Linked DNA regions of Sus scrofa: region 2 is linked to region 1. The links are chromatin contacts, called in public targeted proximity ligation maps. All regions are on one chromosome and are shown on one strand. The core of a region is the stretch at or near the end of the contact, and the rest is flanking DNA. Distances in the headings are between cores, read along the strand shown.

Region 1 (5,610 bases), core at 1,395-3,894:
GAATTGGGAGTTCCCGTCGTGGCGCAGTGATTAACGAATCGGACTAGGAACCATGAGGTTGCGGGTTTGGTCCCTGCCCTTGCTCAATGGGTTACCGATCTGGCGTTGCCATGAGCTGTGGTGTGGGTTGCAGACGCGGCTCGGATCCCACGTTGCCGTGGCTCTGGTGTAGGCCGGCAGCTACAGCTCCAATTTGACCCCTAGCCTGGGAACCTCCATATGCCACGGGAGCAGCCCAAGAAATAGCAAAAAAAAAAAAAAAAGAAAAAAGGCAGAATAACAGGCCCCACCCTAGATTCACAAAGTATGTTGATGGAAGTATACAGGGAAGCATTAAAAATTAGGTTTCGCGATTCCATTGTGGCTGAGTGGTAATGAATCTGACTAGTATGCACAAGGACATGGGTTCAATCCCTGGCCTTGCTCAGTGGGTTAAGGATCTGACATTGCCGTGAGCTGTGGCGTAGGCCGCAGATGAGGCTTCGATCTGGCATTTGGCCCTTAGCCTGGGAACGTCCATGTGCTGTAGGTACCACCCTAAAAAGCCAAAAACCAAACAAAAAGCCCCTCCAGGTTTATAAGAACTGCAGTGTTGGAATTCCCTGATGGCCTAGTGGTTAAGGATCTGGTGGTATCATTGCTGTAGTGTGGGTTCGATCCCTGGCCTGGAAACTTCCCTAAATCTCGGTTGTGGCCCAAATAGAAACCCCTGCAGTATAAGAAAACCTCTATATATCCTTCCAGCAGAGATGATTTTGCAAACAAATATTTACCTTATTTATTAATAAGTCCTTAATACAGAATCAAACATTTCTTGCACCAGCAATGCACATTAAAAGAGCCAAAGTTGTTGCTCATGGCTCACAAAAAAGGAAACACTCCATTTGTCAGGTGAGAGGACAGTCACTGCTCCAACAAGGATTCATCCGCCAGCAATGGCTGCCTTACCCGGTGTCTCACCCGGGTAAGGAGCTGACCTCAGCTGCAGTTGGCCTTCGGGCATGTTCTATACTGTTGGCTGTGGAGTGACTGTGGTTGTGCTCTCTGACCCCAGGATGATTCTGCTTTTTAAAGGCAGTTTCTTCCAAAGACAGCTCTTGAAATTGCCTTCTCAGCTTTCCCTAGGTTGAAAAAAATTATTCCCCTTCTATTTCTGCCCCTCGAATATCCAGTATGCTATTCTGCACTATTTTCAGAAGGAATCCTTCATTTTAAACTCCGTAAACAAATGAAAACCAAGCCACACAGTTGGAAATCAAGTTTTGTTTTTATATGAACAGAAGTAGACCATCTAGAAATATTTCAGTTTATTTAAATTGTTAAGTAGAATATGAAACCGAATTTGTAGCTAGTACCAGAGAATGGACTTAACTGTTTGGTGTTTAATGAGAACAGCTTCTACACAGGATCCCAAGAGACTTACAGAAAAAGGGGCAAAGCCCTAATATTAAGCAAATAAAATTCATGTTTCAAACAGGTTATACAAAAATTGATTTTTACTCCATTTCCCTTTTTTTGATATTTAGAAAGTGCAGATTTAACAAAAGGTAGCCATATCCTTTCTATGTACAATGCCGATTATAATTACGCAAACAACAAAACTGTCAGTCTGTTACCCAAAAATCCCAGTGTTTAGCTCTCAAACCTTAAGTCACTGAATTGAATAAGGATTAAGGAGGGTTAAAAATAAAAAAGCTACTGCCACATTCCAGATACAGGAAAGCAACACATTAAAACTGATCTAACCAACAGCAGATTTAACCTAAAACGTTTTGCTGAGAAGCTTAACATCATTTGTTATTTTTAGTGGAAAATTAAGGATTATTTGGCAATGCTGCTTTTACTAGTAGTAAACAATGATAAAGTCAAGTGAGGGGGAAACCTAACAACAACAATAACCAGTGAGGCATATAAAATTGTTTTTAGGGCACTATCTGAAAAATTCATGGTTGTTCAGAGCAGATATGTCCCTATGTTGTTTCTGTGAGCCAGAGGGCATTAAAATGCTACCCACGATACAGAAAGACTTTTCAATGGAAGCTGCTGTCCTAAACTCAGCCTCTGCTAGAAATGAATCATGCTATTCACAATTATTTCAACAAAGGTATCATCTTAGGATGCTAGCAGCAGAGCAAACGTAACTTACCCTATCCTAATGATAAGCAATGAAGCAAAACTAGAGAAATGAAGTGAAAAAAGGACAGGATGAGAGAGAGCTAGAGTATCTTATCTTTACATGAAAAGCCTTTGTTGTCCTTTTCCCAAATCCATGGTAATACAAGTTTTTCAAAGGGATGTGAAGATAGGACTTAAAATTAATAATAATCTAAAGTACTTCTAAATCTTAAGGTAAAGACAACTTAACACTGAAAAAGTGTTCTTCAAAGGCCAAATCTCAAGATATTTGGCAAACATGTTAATGAATTTCACTCCTCCTTCCCACCTTATTTAAACAACCTTTACCGGGCTACCAAACTGCTAGAGGAGTTGCCAAAATGGAGACTACTCAAATTTAGGTTAAGAGATTTATTCTAGGAAAGTGAATAGGCGATACACCTAATTAGAAAGACAAACCACAACACCCTCCAAACACTAGTGCATGCAATTAACTCTTCCATTTCATAAACTCAATGGAGAGACAGGAAGGAAACAAAAAAGGGAAGGAGAAGAGGAACATGAAGTCGAACAGCATATGAAGGAATCTGGGACAGAAGCATTAGGGGAGAGAGAAAATGAGGAGGGGACATAGTTAACTGACATTTGAGAGGAGGCAGTTAGAATTTATCTTTCAGTTTACTTAGCAATTTAAATCAGTGCTTTATGTTAAACTTGACAAACCTACTAGTTTGACTCTTTCATTTTTAAATAACCCATACCACAGAGTGGTGGGGGAGAAGCAAATAAAGCAGCATGCAGGAAGAGACACAAGGAAGACGTGGCCAAGGAAAAGAACTGGTGGCAGGAATAGTTTTAAATATCAAGGCCACTGAAAATGAGACTCAGCAAACCAAAGCTATCATTTCTGCATTACCCTTTGTCCTCAATTAACTACTTTGAAAATTACAGCCAAGCAAACCACAAACATTTTAATGCTTTATGTTTCGATGATATGTCTCCTGCACATGCTTCCACCAAAACAGAAAGAGGAAAAACCAAAGAACTTCCTTTCCACATAAGGCACAGGACAAAATTAACCCCATTTACATATTCAAGGCAAAAAATGAGTGTTTTCCTGGCTTTTGTTTCTTTTGCTATCACATGTCTATAGATTATAGGGACTCAAGCACATTATCCATGACAGAAAATTCCACTGTTGTACAAAATAAAATTGTTAATTCTAACTTTTATTCTTATACAATTTGCAGAATAGAGTTGAAATGATTGCTATCGTTTTTAATGTTGATAAGAACTGGACTATAATACAACTGAAATGCAGTGGTGAGCTGAGCAAGTACATTTAAAAATGAACTCACAGACATGATTTTTCTATACATTTTTTTGTTTGAAGAAAATTATAAAGTCAGCAAGCAGTCACGGATGAAAGAACAAATAAAATAGGTGGATTGGAGTTAAGATGAGGAACAAAAATATCTATTTAGAGTTAAAAATGGACAGAGTGGTTTATTTTGCAGCAAGAAGAGAACACAGGGTGGTGGATGGCGACTGATGGAACAGGAGAGCGCTCAGCAGCATTTGCTCTTCCAGCCTGTCACGCCTCCTCCACTGCTGATATCTACGTTCTCACTGTTGGGCTCTTTTACAGGGGTCTGGAACAAACAAGGAAAGCAACCCATGAAAAAACACTGCCATGGATCAATCAAGATTCAACAGAAATACTTTCATAAATGTTAGCTTACGTAACAAAATGCAATTACAGTCACAGGAGATAGGTTTTTTCCCCCATGCAAAGTAAAGAAATAGAAGCTTTGTTTTCGATCTTCATTTTCCCCCTTTCTTCCCAGATGTGAAATGTCCAGAAGCCTCCTGGCTTCCCTCTGCAGAACTTTTTTTTGTCTTTTTAACACCCACGGCATATGGAGGTTCCCAGGCTAGGGAATGAACAGGAGCTGTAGCCACTTGGCTACCCCATAGCCACAGCGAGGCCAGATCAGAGCCTCACCTGTGACCTACACACAGCTCACAGCAATGCAGGATCCTAAACCCACCAAGTGAGGCCAGGGATCAAACCTGGGTCCTCATGGATATTAGTCAGATTCGTTTCCGCTGAGCCACAATGGGAACTCCCCTCTGCAGAACTTCTGAAATCTTCTCTGCTCTAACTCTTGGTTAGAGAGGTATGTCATCTTCCACCCCTGACCCCAGGTACTCAGGGGTAGAAGTACTTAGTACTTAAAAAGTACATCAGCAAGCTTATGTGTAAAACCAATGTTGGATCATGTCTAACTTCAGAGAAGTAAAACAGCCCTCTTTTGTTTAGTTTCACTTGTCTTTTGAGACTGTGGAGCTTGTATTACTGGAGCATTGCTTTAAAAAGTCAATATTAACTATGGTGTACTAACTTTAAGTGGAGGAAACTGGGTGGGACAGAATGCAAAGCCGTATAATTCGTGTTAAAAATGGATATGGGAAAAAAATAAAAATGAGAGACACCAAAATGTTAACAGAAGTAACCTTAGGTAACAGGTTTATGAATGATTTTTTACTTTCCTCTTTGTACAATCCTGTATTTCCCCCAACATCCTAAACATTACTTATACAGTCAAAAGAATATACTATTTTCAGTGGACAGTCTATACTATACATGTGAAAGCAAAATTTACTTTAGGGATAGTGTATCTATGGTAAAGTGTATAAATCTTAACTGCACTTGAAAGATTTCCAGTATATGCTGTGAAACCACCAGGTCAAAATATAGAACATAATATGCCCCTAAAAAGCTCCCTCGTGTCCCTTTCCGGTCAGTACTACCCCTCCTGGAGGTAACTGATACTCTGATTTCTATCACCATAGATGAGCTTTTTTCTGTTCTTGTTCTTTTTTTTTTTTGTCTTTTGTCTTTTTGTTGTTGCTGTTGTTGCTATTTCTTGGGCCGCTCCCTCGGCATATGGAGGTTCCCAGGCTAGGGGTTGAATCGGAGCTGTAGCCACTGGCCTACGCCAGAGCCACAGCAACGCGGGATCCAAGCCGCGTCTGCAACCTACACCACAGCTCACGGCAACGCCAGATCCTTAACCCACTGAGCAAGGGCAGGGACCGAACCCACAACCTCATGGTTCCTAGTCGGATTCGTTAACCACTGCGCCACGACGGGAACTCCTAGAAACTTATTCTATACACTAACAACAAAAGATCAGAAAGAGAAATTAGGGAAACAATCGCATTTACCATCACATCAAAAAGAATAAAATACTTAGGAATAAACCTACCTAAAGAGATAAAAGACCTGGACTCTGAAAACTGTAAGATGATGATGAAAGAAATCAAAGATGACACAAATAGGTGGAAAGATACACCATGCTCTTGGATTGGAAGAATCAATATTATCAAAATGATTGTACTACCCAAGGCAATCTACAGATTCAATGCAATCCCTATCAAATTACCAAGAACGTTCTTCACAGAACTCAAACAAAATATTTTAAAGTTTGT
Region 2 (5,591 bases), core at 2,293-4,792, 120 kb after region 1:
TCAGGGACCGAACCCGCAACCTCATGATTCCTAGTCAGATTCATTAACCACTGAGCCACGACAGGAACTCCCAACATTCTGTTTCTTAACAGAGGGAATAGTGATAGCCAACATGCACTCACTCTAAATTATGCATATATGTTTTGTACTCTTCTGAATACATACATGATATAATGTGTACTTTCGCAAAATGAAAAAATAATGTGGACGTGGTAGTCTACAGAATGGGATGGAGAAGAGACACTTTGGAATCAAAGACGCAGGAAGGAAGCTGGTGCTGAGATGGAGGCTGAGGGTGAGGAAGGTGTGGAGTAGACCATTGAGAGTAGGGATGCAGGGGGAGGAGAGGTGAGAGATGCTTCCTGCGTGAACGGGGCCATGAGCAAAATATAGCTCCAGATATGGATAATGATGACAGAGGGTAGTTGAGAGGGAAGGACCTGGCTGGGGTGTGTGGTTACATTTTGAACCCGTTCAGCTGGGACCATCCAAACTGCGGGTCTGTAATATCATTGGGTGGAAGGAGCAGAAGCCCGGTTGAGCTAACTCAAGTGGGGATCTAGAAACTCAGAAGCAGACGCCCTGGAGCGCACGTGGTTTTTGTTCTGCTCTTCTCACATCTGCCGACTAGGTTCTTCTGCTTCCTCGGAGGGAGGGCCCACCTAGCAGAAGCTGGAGAGCCCTGGGAACCCCGCAGGGAGGCAAGGCCACTTCAGAGCAGCCTGATGGAGGCATCCTTGGAAAGTCTGTCACAGCTGTCTAGCAGTGACCTGCTGGGTGATGAACAGGTAGGTCCTGGTGGGGACAAGGTATAAAGTCTGTGTTCAAGGAAAGCCACAGAAAAGAGGGCCTGGTTTTCGTCTGGGCAAGGGAAGCAGCAAGACCACGATCTAAGATGGGAGGATGCTGATGTGGACGAGGGTGCGGAAAGGCCTTGTAACCAGTGACATTCTCTGCAGGACCCTCTTTCTCAGCCCCCCTCCAACTGCCCTACGCCTCCATTCCTTCACTTCAAACTCCTTAAAAGCTGCCCACGCTCCCTGGCTCACCGTCTCCGCACTCCTCCACCCTCAGCAGCAGGCCTGCCCAGCTGGCCCCCCTTAGAAGCACGCTGCAAGGTCTCCAAGGACTTTCTGGTCACCATATCTAGGCAACAGATACTCCCAGCTCTAATCTTGTTTCGGTCATTCATTGTTCATTCATTCAAAGAATATTTGTTAAGCACCAACTTTTTGTCTGGGGCCGAGGATATGATATTGAACAAGATCCACTAGGCAGAACTTCCCTACAGAGACACTGTCTATTTATTCCTCTTAAGATGCCACACACTCATGTGCACACGTACTTGCTCTTTCTGTTCACATCTTCCCCAAAGCCTCTGACTAGGGACTCAGCTGCCAGGCATGCGATCTACATGCAACACAGACAAATGGGAAGGAAGTTAGGTCAGTAGCCTAAGGAAGCTGGGGAGGAAGGGGGCCAGACAGCCTGGAGGGGCACCCCAGGATGTACACATCAGTCACCTGGCCATTTGCTAGTGGCCTGGGGAGTGTGTAACTCGGAATGGCAGGCACCCAGCAGAGAAGGGCACGCTGCCAGAATCTCAGGTTCTGGCGACTTCAGGCAGTTCTCGAGGCAAGGCCCTTCCCAGAGGGCCAGGGAGGGACCAGGGGACCGGTTGCAGCCTTTGGGGAGGCCAGCAGCCTGGGCACAAGACCGCTACATCATACTCCTTCGCTGAATCCTGGCCTTCCTCCTGGAGCATGAAGCTCCCAGAACTGTCCCGTGAAGCAGGGAGTCTCTGAGCCAGACCCTGAGTTCTGGGCCAGATGCCGGCATCCTATAAATCCAAGGAGCCAGCCCGTCAGGGCTCCAGCTGGCTGACCACCCAAGGGCCCAGGTGATGGAAGGGCTCAGAATTTTCCTTTCTTTCTCTTCCTAGGGAATTATATAAAGTAAATGAACAATATAGAAGAAAAGGAGGAAGAAGATGGGGGAAAGAGAAGAGGAGTAGAAGGAGGAGGTGGAGAAGAAAGCATTGTTTTTTAAAAGCCCAGCCCTGAACGTAAAACCTTTGAATAACTTCCCATTGCTCGTTGGATAATCACTCCCCCCTTCACACCTCTCCCCGTCTCTCCCCACCCCTTCCAGTTATAGGAGGTTTCTGGGGCCTGCTAGGATGTGTTCACACAGCCCTGTGGGAAATTGCCCCATGGGGTTGCAGCAACTGAATCAGGGGGAGGGGGTGGGGGGTACCATAATGGGCTCTTCGTAAGGAGCATAGAGCACTGCACGAAGCGGGGTTTGGTCCCCGGTCTGTGACTCTAGGACCATGGGAAAATGACCGTCTAAGCCTCCTGTTCTTGGCCTGGGCAGTGAATGGGGAGAATGCGCCCTGTCCTGCCTGCCTTACTGGGAGGCTCAGGTGAGATAAAGAGCCTAGAAACCTTTGTGAATTATCCAGTGCTGAACAAGTAAGGGATTGCTCCTACTACTGAGTAAACTACCTTGAGAAGTGTCAGAAGCCCGCCTCCTTCATCTCTCAGTGCTTTTCTTTCTAATAATCCTTTATGTCATTATAACACTTGATGCCTTTCAAAGCACTTTTACATGTATATTGTTATTTGTGGTGCCACATCTCGGTGCAGTGGCCAGGCAGGGCTACCCCTTGCTGGGCATATAAGGACACAGGCTCCGAAGGGTGAAGTCACCAGAAGGCCCAGTATCACGGGGCGCGTGGTGGCAGAGCCAGGCCTGAGCTCAGGTTTCCTGACTGCAGCCTGGGGCCTGCTCCCAGCTGCTGGAGCCGCTCTGCCCCCAGCATGTACCAGCTGTTGTTCTTTTAGATTCTAAACCTCTCAGAGGGTACAGGCAGGGTCTTCTTAGGGGATTAACTTCCTCATGGGAGTTAGCATGGGCTCTGGGTGGCGCTATTTCAGGGTACACTTGAGCTTTTGACAGCGAGAGAAGCTTGGGTTTGGAAAATCTACGCACCCAGGCCCACAGGAGGTTGCCCAGGTTCCTTTGTCCCTCCTCTGTGACAGTGGTCAGCCAAGAGTCAGGCCAGAGCTGGGCCTCCAGGGCTGAGTCTGGCTACAAAGTGTGCCAGTGCCTTGCGCTGCTCAGATGACATGGGATGGCTCCCTCCACGCCATCCAGCCGCTGGGGCAGCGCAAGCACAGAAACACAGGCCTGCTCCCTGACCTGGAGCTGCTCACAGCTGCAGGGACAGCAGCCCATGGGAAAAGAACAGCGCAGCGGATGGGCGGGGCGAGCACCCTCTCAAGGAGGGGGCGGGGGCGCAGGCCGGGGGTGGGGGTGGGGGGCGCCCAGTTAAGAGACGAAATGAACTCCGAAAGTCCAGATCTCTGGGGGCTGGGAGGCTCTGAGGAAGCCTCCAGGCTGAGGACACCCGCCTCCCCCTCCTCTAAGTCGGTCTCCGGTCAGACTTGCAGTTAGTGAATCACACCAGGAAACCGCCTCTGCAACATTCCAGGATGCACAAGCCAGGCCCTGGGTCTGACTGCTGATTGGTGGTGGTGGAGTCAGGGGAAAGGGCACCAGACCGGCTGTCTGGAGATGTGGGCCGCTGCGCCCCACTCCACACACGAGCCAGACAAGGCCGAGAGATTGGGGCGCGTTTGCTGTCAAGGTCAAAGCCTCGGTGGCCCGAGTTTGGCTTCAACTCAGGTCTCCTGAATTTCTGCTGTAGGAACCTCCACTCTCGTCCATCCATAATGATGACAAGCATTCCAGAGAGAAGGCCCGGGGCGGCAGAGACGATCTGGAGTTGAAGAGAGAGCAAGGCGGCAGTGAGAGCACGCCAGGTCAGCAATACCTCGGTCCCACCACGACCTCCACTTCCCTTCCCTGAGTCCCAGAGGGGCTGAATGAGGCTGAGAAGAGTGATGGGAATTGTTCCCATGACATTTATAATAGTTAAAAAAAAACCCCAAAAAACAAAAAACAGAGACAGCCTAACTGTGCAATAGGGGGTGTGATAGAAAATAAATCATAGGAGTTCCCGTCGTGGTGCAGTGGTTAACGAATCCGACTAGGAACCATGAGGTTGCGGGTTCGGTCCCTGCCCTTGCTCGGTGGGTTAAGGATCCAGCTTTGCTGTGAGCTGTGGTGTAGGTTGCAGACGCGGCTCGGATCCCGCGTTGCTGTGGCTCTGGCATAGGCCGGAGGCTACAGCTCCGATTCGACCCCTAGCCTGGGAACCTCCATATGCCGCTGGAGCGGCCCAAGAAATGGCAAAAAGACCAAAAAAATTAAAAATTAAAAAAATATAAATAAATAAATCATAAATGTAAGTACCTGTTCACAACAATATAGCTTCTAGAAAGTAATATAGAGTGTCTTTATGACCTTGGGGTAGAAGAAAGATTTTTAAGCAAAACATAACAAGTGCTAGTCACAGAAAAAGACGGATAAATGTGTCTATAGGACCATTAAGGAATTGGGTTATGAAAAGGTACCACGAGCAGAATGAAATGTCAAACCACAGTGAAAATGCTTGCATCGCATATAAGCAGCAAAAGGCTCAAAGCCAAAATACAAAAGAACTAAAAAAAAAAAACTCTTAAAAAGCAGCAAGGAAAAGACAGGCAATGCAGTAGAAAAGTGACCAAGAGACTTGAAGGGGCAATTCACAAAAGAAGACGCAGAAAGGTCGTGTCCTAACGTAAAAGTTGCTCAATTGTATTTGTTGTCAGGAAAGTCCAAGTTAAAACCTCGGTGAGGAGTTCGCTTGTTGCACAACAGGTTAAGGATCCGGTGTTGTTACTCCAGCGGCTTGGGTCAAGGGTTCGATCCCCGGCCTGGGAACTTCTACATGCCACGGATGTCGCAAAAACAAAAGCAAAAAATCTTATAATGAGATACCAAATATCTAAAAGTAAGAATGCCAATATTAAGTGTTTGTTCTGACCTGAGCTGGTCCTGGAACTGTCATACACTGCTGGCAGTGCATCTTGTTATTCCCACTTTGGAACACTCTTAGACATTTTTAACTGATGTTGAAAATTTGCATTCCCTATGACCTGGCAATCACACCCCCGGGTATATGGGCAACGGAAATGTGGCTAGTGGGCATAGGCGGTATGAACAAGAATGTTCATAGTGACATACCTTATAAAAACCCCAAACTGGAGTTCCCATTGTGGCTCAGCAGTAACAAACGCAACTAGTATCCATGAGGATGCGAGTTCCATCCCTGGCCTCTGTCAGTGGATTAAGGATCCTGCGTTGCTGTGAGCTGTGGTGTAGGTTGCAGACATGGCTTGGATCCTGAGTTGCTGTGGCTGTGGTGTAGGCCAGCAGCTATAGCTCAGATAACGACCCCTAGCCTAGGAACCTCCTTATGCTGTGGGTACAGCCCTAAAAAGACAAAAAAAAAAAAACAAAAAAACAAAAAAAACCCCCAAACTGGATACAACCCACACGTCCATCAAGAAAAAATGACAGGTGGTACATTCACACAGTGACATATTACACTGTAGTAATGGATGAACAACAGCCTGACACAGTATTTTGGATGGCTCTCTCAGATAAAAGAGACCGGAAAAAAGTCAGACACGAAAAAATAC

Evidence for each region.
Region 2: a targeted proximity ligation map of alveolar macrophages shows a contact between it and region 1. A contact is called at or near these places in 3 of 5 promoter capture datasets (fetal liver and liver), 14 of 47 Hi-C or Micro-C datasets (blood, brain, embryonic fibroblasts and 8 more) and 2 of 2 datasets of targeted methods (alveolar macrophages and skeletal muscle).

Annotation. Positions count from the first base shown.
Region 1 is chr3:112,840,942-112,846,551 of Sscrofa11.1, forward strand. RAB10 (RAB10, member RAS oncogene family) reads right to left here. Exons shown (of 6, transcript NM_001243060.1): 6 at 1,249-3,767. The coding sequence ends at 3,684. Among named protein-coding and RNA genes, the nearest start is that of GAREM2, 26 kb to the left of the region's middle.
Region 2 is chr3:112,959,882-112,965,472 of Sscrofa11.1, forward strand. It overlaps KIF3C (kinesin-like protein KIF3C), which reads left to right and starts at 3,543. Exons shown (of 11, transcript XM_021087735.1): 1 at 3,543-3,827. It overlaps LOC106509872 (a long non-coding RNA gene), which reads left to right. Exons shown (of 4, transcript XR_001307824.2): 3 at 632-788; 4 at 1,943-2,881.